Linked DNA regions of Mus musculus: regions 1 and 3 are each linked to region 2. Evidence: chromatin contacts called from public HiChIP or PLAC-seq and promoter capture Hi-C data. All regions are on one chromosome and are shown on one strand. Each heading gives the region's core, a stretch centred on a gene start, on an enhancer-like site or on the middle of the called end of the contact. The rest is flanking DNA. Distances are from core to core; before and after follow the strand shown.

What was found. Promoter capture Hi-C pulls out the DNA fragments that hold promoters and counts their contacts. HiChIP or PLAC-seq counts read pairs in DNA pulled down with a chosen protein or histone mark.
Region 1: an H3K4me3 HiChIP or PLAC-seq map of the SCID.adh cell line shows a contact between it and region 2, with 17 read pairs. The contact joins the enhancer-like site here to the promoter of Irx1 in region 2. A contact is called at or near these places in 4 of 39 promoter capture datasets (3T3-L1-derived adipocytes, cranial neural crest, liver and 1 more), 2 of 484 Hi-C or Micro-C datasets (adipose-derived mesenchymal stem cells and nephron progenitors), 7 of 115 datasets of contacts at active chromatin or transcription factors (the SCID.adh cell line, craniofacial prominence, embryonic forebrain and 4 more) and 2 of 9 other capture datasets (embryonic stem cells and pancreatic islet).
Region 3: a contact with region 2 is called in a promoter capture Hi-C map of the 3T3-L1 cell line, with 3 times the contacts expected there. The contact joins the enhancer-like site here to the promoter of Irx1 in region 2. A contact is called at or near these places in 3 of 39 promoter capture datasets (the 3T3-L1 cell line, neural stem cells and pre-B cells), 2 of 484 Hi-C or Micro-C datasets (embryonic fibroblasts and uterus) and 1 of 115 datasets of contacts at active chromatin or transcription factors (the NIH/3T3 cell line).

The regions. Positions count from the first base shown.
Region 1 is chr13:72,555,837-72,558,536 of GRCm38.p6, reverse strand. The region is part of intron 8 of Gm38580 (a long non-coding RNA gene); the gene reads left to right. Among named protein-coding and RNA genes, the nearest start is that of Gm41000, 20 kb to the right of the region's middle. Within about 2 kb of position 1,321, at least 2 of the 459 cell types and tissues checked have an H3K27ac peak or open chromatin away from gene starts, as enhancers often do. A contact at or near this core is called in the SCID.adh cell line, where this site is marked.
Region 2 is chr13:71,962,412-71,965,183 of GRCm38.p6, reverse strand. It overlaps Irx1 (Iroquois homeobox 1), which reads left to right and starts at 1,461. Exons shown (of 4, transcript NM_010573.2): 1 at 1,461-1,971. The coding sequence starts at 1,696.
Region 3 is chr13:71,375,144-71,377,843 of GRCm38.p6, reverse strand. All of the region lies in intron 2 of Gm40998 (a long non-coding RNA gene), which reads left to right. Among named protein-coding and RNA genes, the nearest start is that of Gm40998, 18 kb to the left of the region's middle. Within about 2 kb of position 1,328, at least 78 of the 459 cell types and tissues checked have an H3K27ac peak or open chromatin away from gene starts, as enhancers often do. A contact at or near this core is called in the NIH/3T3 cell line and neural stem cells, where this site is marked.

The sequences.
Region 1 (2,700 bases), core at 72-2,571, 590 kb before region 2:
GACACAGGCTATAATATATTTCCTGTCCCTTTATTGCATTTTGGAATCATAAACAATGACTGTTTGGCTCAAAGCCATTTATTCAGCCCAAAAAGACATTATTTGCACAACAAAAATCAATAAAAATGTTACTGGGTCTGGCTGGATACTTTGCTTAACTGTGATATTCGTCTATCACTGATGGAATGCCATCTCTCGAAGGAGACTGGGGCCAAAACACAGCGATCGATCCAGTCAGCGGTGATGGATACTGGCATTTGGAGAGGGCTGCTGTAGAGAATCTCGATTAAAAAAAAACTTTTCTAGGTTTTGCCTGCAGCCCAGTGAAGATCACCCACACAAGAGCTTTGCTCTGTTCTTTTGGGTCGCTCCCTCTTGTGGCAGAGAAGCGCTCCAGACCCAAGTTATCAGGGAAAGAATTAAGTCAGTCTGTGTTTAGCCAAAGGCTTTGGCACCGTGTCCAGCCTGGTTGATTTAGACACAGTGTGTCCCATCCTTTTTATCACCCTGGTGTGAAAAGCCATGTCCACCTAGCCAGGGTAGTGAGGAGCTTCAGGAATGATATCTCTCTTTCCTTTTCTCCTCCAGTGCTACCTTAGTACCTACAACACAGGTTAAAACGTCTCCCAGAACAATTAGTTCTGTATTCCAACTTCTAGAAGGAACGCACAGGGAAGACTAAAGTCACACTCTCCAAAATGACAGGCGTGAGTGACTCAGGGAACATACCAAATAGGCTCGAGACAATTTAACGCACGGAGCTTGGGAAAAGATGATCTATTACCCTCCAGGCCCATAAATTTAAAATATGAAATTGTTTTTCATTTTTCACTGGCTATCTCCCGATCCACAGCATAAATCTGACCCGGAGAGCCCGCAGAAGGTGAGAGGGGGTCGCGCATACTTTTACTGTATTTTATTATTTCATTTCACTTCATCTATTCACGGATATATGCCATACCTTTTCCAAAAAGCCCATGCGGCAGATGGAGCTGTCTGAAGAGCCTGCACACCAGCGTGTTGCCCAGGGGGGTCTTTGGGCTTCAAGGCCAAGACTCTTGGGAAGTTTCACTGGGGCACTGAGCAAGTGGACCCTGGGCTGCCAATCCTTTCGATGGATCCCGAGTTCCACCAGAAAGTGTTACTCTTTAGGTTTTTCCAATACTGCTGGGCAAAGTCAGGGAGCTGGTGTCTCTGTGCACATCTTTGAGGCTGTGCCAAGCGGTTGGGTATTTGTTTATAACTCACAGAGCAGTCTCACAGCCTCCCACTGTTGACTGTTTTCTACATCTACAGTCTCACTGTCCTAGGCAAAGTGATCAGTGAAGATAATTCACTTGGTTGCCAGCACACACTGTGCTCTGGTATGGTCATGGATCCCAGCAATGTAGATCTGATAGTGCTGTCTCCTCCCACAAGCTCTCTGTAGCAGAGGTCCTAGCTGTGGATTTCACACGAGCTCTAAGTGATCACTTTTAGCAATTCTTGCCATGTAGCATTTTCTAAAGTTGAGTTATAGCTACATTTGTAAGACAGGAAAGTGTCATATCACAATAATGAAAAGCATCTGTTACAGAGATTAAATGCTTAATAAATCTCACAATGTTATGATTACAATTTCGTTGCTGCAAGGCTATGTATAGTATATACACCACACACACACAGACACACACACACATTTAAAGCATAATCATGTACAGAAACATATGTGTGCATGCACACACACTTGGGTCCTGAGACAGGAACCTCACATTGTCAATGCAAGTACCACAATGTATTCTTCAAACTATGTTTTCCATGTTGCTGTGTGCTAATCTGAGAACACTCTTCCAATCATCATTTGTGAGTCAGGATTGTGGGTGACCTTTTCTGAAACTCTCCCTGGAATGGGGGCACACCTGACAGCACCTGTCACAGCTCCCAAGAGTATCTGCTTACAATTCTGTCCTGGTTGTTTTCTTAGACCTATGTGCTCACCAATGATTAAAATTTAGTTCTCTCATATCTCACAACGCAGAGAGATTATGCAAGCTACTGCTCTGGGTGCATAGACAGATGCAGGATGGTGGACACCCTTGTGAAGGGTCACAGTCCCTTTAAACAAGTTCTAGTGAGTTGAAATCAGCCCTGCCACACAGATTGGCTTATCCCACTGTCTCTTTTCAAGCCTCCAATGGGTGTTATAATGGAAGTTTCTGTTTTTCAGTTGAACCTAGACCACAGGCTGTCTTTTATGAATATTTCACATTTTACTTTAAAAAACACATCATAGTCTAGAATCTGCCCTTTCTTCTCATTTGTCTTTTTCAATGACTTACAGAGTAGACCTCGACTCCATGGATAAATAAATAAAGGACTCCAGTCCTTTTGACTGGAGTGCGGAGATGCATGTTGGACTGGGAAGCCTCATGTGTTATGTGGAGGCAGGGCACATACGACCATAGATTGTTGGTGCTACATTTAATCAACTGAGAAAATGACCCAATTAAAGGGCCTTAAAAGGTGTTTGCTCTGTGGCTACTGCAGGGAAACGGTATCCAATTCAAATATAGTACTAAACCTAGTTAAGTTAATTGGAGTTAAATTGTCCTTTTGATGGCTAATATGGCCATCTGTGAATAGCAAATTACTGAAGTAATGAAATACCAGCAGGTTCGAGTTCTTCCTGGAAGAACCTAGAGCTTGGCTCTAGGATGAAGT
Region 2 (2,772 bases), core at 212-2,711:
GTTTAGTATCTGATTTCAAGACCTATAAGTGAGGACTTCCTGATGTTGCAGGAGACACCAGGCAAGCAAGTGTGCCTTAGCTGGTGTCCAGGGTCCCAATGGCCCTGGACAGCAGCATTCCAGTATGCATGTTGGGGCTCTCTGTCAAACCTGTCACTGTACCCCTTAATTCTCTGAGTCTGAAATTAGACCCTGAAGGTGAAGCTCCACCAGCACCGTGTGATGTGACACACTCAAGCCTCTGCCACATTATAGACAGCAGCAAGAAACGAGGCACTAGGAGTCTCTGGACATTTTGGTTCTGCACTTCCAATACCAATCTAGGGCACCATGAGCAGAAGCATCTTTCTCTGGTCAGCCGCACTGATTGAGAGAGGAGAGAGGAATGAGCATTTCAAGTCTGCCCTGAGAACAGAGCAGCCAGGCCCCTGGCTTTCAAATTGCCTGGTTCTTATTTTCCCAGCGTTTGAGATAGGAATTGGGCGGGGATGGGGGGGGGGGGTGTCGTGGGAGACTCAAAGACAGGGGACTGGCGGCTGTCCTGTCCTGTTGGACTGGCTAGTCGCAGCGCCACCTCAGGTACCTGAGCTCCACTCGTGTTGACTCTCCGCGTCTGCACACCTAGTGGACAAACGCAGGAGCCCAGGCCTTTCAGGCTTCTCCCAAACTGGAAGAGGGTGGTAGATGACTGTGGGCAAGATTTGCCAGTTCTTTTACCTTGCGAAGGTCCTTCCCCTCCTACAATTCTTTCCCCCACCCTCTAGGAGCTCTCCTCCGCTAGGCAGCGACCTCTCAGCTGGCTTGCCCATTTTAAAAGTTTTTATATTTGGAGAAGCTGACAGAGCGCGGCCGGCCACAACCCGATTCTCCAAGTGCAAGGGGGGGGGGGCAGCAATTTCCAGAGTATCTGTTGATACCAAGTGGGGCCAGAGAGACGACGCACCCTGTATCCGAGGTGTCAAGCCACGCGTAGATTTATCTGAACACTTCAGCCAAATATGTCCCATGGAGGTGCTGCAGAGCCAGCCACAGAGGAAAGGCTGTTCGCTATAGACTGTCCCCTGGCCCCAGGCCTCTTTCCCTGCCACCCCAGCTGTAGAAACGCAATCCCCGAGTTGCTTTTGTTAAAAGGGGATGGGGGAACAGATCTCCGTTGCAAAACCGGGTGTCAGACAGCTGTAAACCGGTGTCGACAGGTTGTCAAAAGCCGCGGGGGCTGGTTGGGAAGGAGCCTGCGGCCTCCGGACCCACACCAGCAGACGGGCCGTGCGCGCCCACCGGAGGAGGAGGTGGCCCGGCGGGCGCGGGGCACCACGTGCTCGCCGTGAGGGGCGGGAGCGGCCAGCGAGGGCGGGCTGGAGGCAGGGAGGGGGCGGGAGGGGAGCCAGGGGCGGGGCCTGTGCTCAAGGGGATGCCAATCAAAGCATCAACTTCAAATTGTGTCTGAGAGCCCCGCCGCCGAGCGGAGGGCGGCCGCCGCAGTCGGCGCGCGATCTCGGATACGGGCGCAGCCGGGAGCCGGGCGCCGCCAGCGAGCACTGGGCCGAGGAACAGCGAGCGGCCCCCGCCCCCGGGCCGGCCGGAGCGCGCCCGGCCCGCGGCCCGCAGCCCCCGAGTCGCGCCTCCTCGGATCGCCAGCCGGTCTTCTTGCCCGCGCAGTTAGTGTTGCCCTCCGCCACCACCGAGCCCGCGGACATGTCCTTCCCGCAGCTGGGCTACCCGCAATACCTAAGCGCCGCGGGCCCGGGCGCCTATGGTGGAGAGCGCCCTGGGGTGCTGGCTGCGGCCGCGGCTGCTGCGGCCGCCGCCTCGTCGGGCCGTCCCGGGACTGCGGAGCTGGGAGCGGGCGCGGGAGCGGCCGCGGTCACCTCGGTGCTAGGCATGTATGCCGCGGCGGGACCGTACGCGGGCGCACCCAACTACAGCGCCTTCTTGCCCTATGCCGCGGACCTCAGCCTCTTCTCGCAGATGGTGAGTGCTCCCGCCTCCCGCGCGTCCTCCTGGCCCGCACCCACGGGAGATCACCGCGCCTGGGGACATCGGGAGCGGCTGGCCCAACAGAGAAACAGAGGATCCGCAGGCAGTGTCTGGGAAAGGAACGAGAAGGGTCCTGCAGAGGGAATCCGGTGGCGGAGACCTCTTTCCCTGGGGACTCGGGAGTGCCCAGAGGCCCAGGCAGTGACCACTGTGGTCTTGGGAGGTTGGAGACCGGAGTCGAAAAGCGGGTTGCGCGCTAGTGGAGAGAAGCCTCCAGAGAAGGCCTGAGACCGCGGCAGGCTCTGGAGGTCCCGGGCAAAACCGCCAGGCTCCTCCAGTGCGACAGGGCAGGCCCGCCGGGCCCCCTCAGCCAGGGCCGCTTTACTAACACTGCCCTAACCTGGCGGCCGGCCTCGCCTGAGCGCCGCAAGAGCTTTCCCTTGGGCCCAGAAGACCTTCCTTCTCCCTCTTTGGCAGAGCAGAGATAGTTGCCCTAGACTTTGCCAAAAGGAACCGGTTAAACCTAGCGGAGTCGATCAAAAACATCCCAACAAACAATAGACATCAGCAGAGCAGAGAGGTCTCTTAATGGAGTGTGTAGGGACCATAGGAATCGGGGCTAAGAAATACTAAGTTGACATAAATTCTGGCTTCCGAAACGGTGTTTGCCTTTACTTTCGTAAGTTGCCAAACTTTTCATTTGAGCCGAAAGAAAAGCACTTTTCTTCCCGTGTTACATAAGGGAGAGTTAAAGGAACAGTGTCCCAGAGCTTAAAATAAATGGTGCTCTCCGAT
Region 3 (2,700 bases), core at 79-2,578, 590 kb after region 2:
TACCCACTGAGCACCACACACTTGTTGCCTCTGCTCCTCTTTATCCCTAAGTACTCTTTAAACCTTTCAGTCTGTACTTCTGACCCCTCCCCAATCTAAAATGTTGAACTTTTGTGGAGAAACATCTAGCTTAATGTTCTAATTCCACTTGGCTTTACAAACTGAAACAAGGTGGACTTGTAGAAACATAATCAGAGTGTTTATGGAAATGTAGTGTTCCAGGCTGTGTGTGGATTTCGTAATGTATAGGAAAGGGTCAGTGTTTCACTCTTGCATCATTATTTTTTGTTAAAGACGTAAGGGCGTTACTATGGGATTTAGCAGTCATTGGAACAATTCAATGTTGGAATATCAATCCTTCCTTGCATTGTATCTGATCCTTGCTCCTCTGATATATTTTTTAGACACATATTTCATAAACTCATCAAAAGTTTATTTTGATAAATGTTTTTTTTAAGGCAGTGGCTCAGCAGAAATGCAATTATGAGAAATCTGAGCTTAGTACACAATTCAGGAAACTCTTGGCATTTCTTGCCCTGTCCTCAGAGCTGGGCTTCTTGGATTTTCTTGCCTGACCCTCTAAGAATTTCAAAATGAACTGGTCCGTGAGAAGGATACACCCAGCCCACTGCAGTGATAGAACACTCTCTTGCTTCTCTTATGTGTTCAGTGAATGAAAATATCTGTGTTCAACACTGTCATGGAAGTGATTGCTGTTGGTCATTTGGACATGGGGTGGTCAGAGTAGCTTTGCAAAGGGAATTCTAGGGCATTCTACATGGACCCTTCTGAAAGTTAGTGGCAAAGGGTCCTGTGAGCCTTCTGTGGTTCAAATCTAGACTTCTCATCTAAGTGTGAGAAGCAAATACTCACCCCTAATGCCAAGGTCCATACCTGATTCACTTCAGAAGAAAACAAGACCTCACTCATAGTCTCTGTGAATTATCTTTTCTATGTAAAATCAGTAACATTATAAACATTAGGTTCCTTAAGATGCTGGGATAGTTAGCTTATGAATGTTCAAGAGCTCGGTGCCACATAACACATTTAAAGTCCTGTCCATTTTATTTCCTGGTCTTCTGCTTTCTACCAAATTGTTAAACTCAAAGTTTATACAATCAGAGAAGTAGCAACACAGTTCCAATCAGAATGAAGTGAAGCTTTAATAGCTGCCATTCTCTCTCAACAGAGGGACTCAAATAGAATTATCCAGTCATCCTGTTTCTAGAATCTTTTCAGTGGCAGTCTGAGCCATTTCCCTGACATAGGCCTGAGTCAGCCACTGCTGGAGATCCAAGTCCCAGAGAAGGGGCTGTGCAGATCCCCAGGGCAGAATAAAGAGGACAGTCACCATGGAACAGGGCCAGCTGTTTCCATTCTCAGTGAAGCTGTATGAAACAATTGTTCAGCGAGTTTATGCAATAGGAAGTGTGGGAGTTGAAAAGCATAATATTTACTTGGATTAGATACCGCACATTTTCAATTCGCCCCCAGAAAAAATTACACTGGAACAGAGAAGAGCTGGAATGATTCCTTTAATAGATCCAACGGATAACAATTTTTTTTAAGCCAAAGAGTACAAAAAGGACATTCTTCTGCTTTATTTATTTTTAATTGAAGATGCTATATAAGCATTTGCCAAACTATTCAAGTGAGAGCCGTAATTAGGCACTGCAAGTGGAGAGAGAGAGGCAGTAAGTGCCAACAACCACGCATCTATTTATGGATATTACCCCACATAATGAAAGCAAAACAGTTGTAGCTATGTATTAAATTTAGAGTTTCATTCCCGATACTGTTCCCCATGTGTGAAACAGTTGGCAGGAAGTAGCAACATGAGGCCAAGTCCATGATGGTTGGACGGTTAAGAAACTAATGCAAATAATTAAGGATTAAATAAATAAAGGGACCGAATATGAACCAAAAAAAAAAAGAGTGCAGGCTACAAGGCTTTAGAGTACAAAGTGACACAGCTCTGTCCTGAATTATCTTTTTTTATTGCTTTCAAAAACATTAACCACACAATTGTCAGATAGCTGGTTTGCAGAACAAGGCAGATTTCCCATTTAATATGTACCATATAAAAATAGATGGATTTGGAAATAGTATGTTAAGCAGAGCCCTAGGATTAATGTGTTAAAAATAAATATCACTTTGCAATGTTAAATCCAGTTGTTAAGACTCACATCTCTTCACATAGTTGTGGGATGAATGCACACATCCTTAGAGTCCCAAGGGACAGTCTGTGTGTCCATTCAGATTTCTTGGTTTGATGTTGGTTATTGAATTAATGTTAGTACAGCCTGTAGATTAGTTCATTTATTCATAAGAAGCTCAAGACAAAAAGTTTTATCATCTCAGGAAAGCAAGCACATTGTATAGCAATAATGTATAACAAATTCGCTGCTTCTGTTTGCAGAGACAGACCTTCTACAAGTTAAGAGTACAATAGCCCTTTAGTGATCAGGGAATATGTGTGGGTGTTTACAAAAGTCACTTCAGAAAATTTTATTTTTGGTGGCACTAAATTCTTCATGGTGACACCTTGCCAAATCATTGAGACCACCCAAGGTATCCATCCTAAGTTCATACATAGTCCGGTATGAAGAGTTAGGAAGGAAGGAAGGAAGGAAGGAACTACACACAAATTAAATAACATGTCTGAGACATCAAAAGAGAGCTTTTCTCAAAGTGGACTAC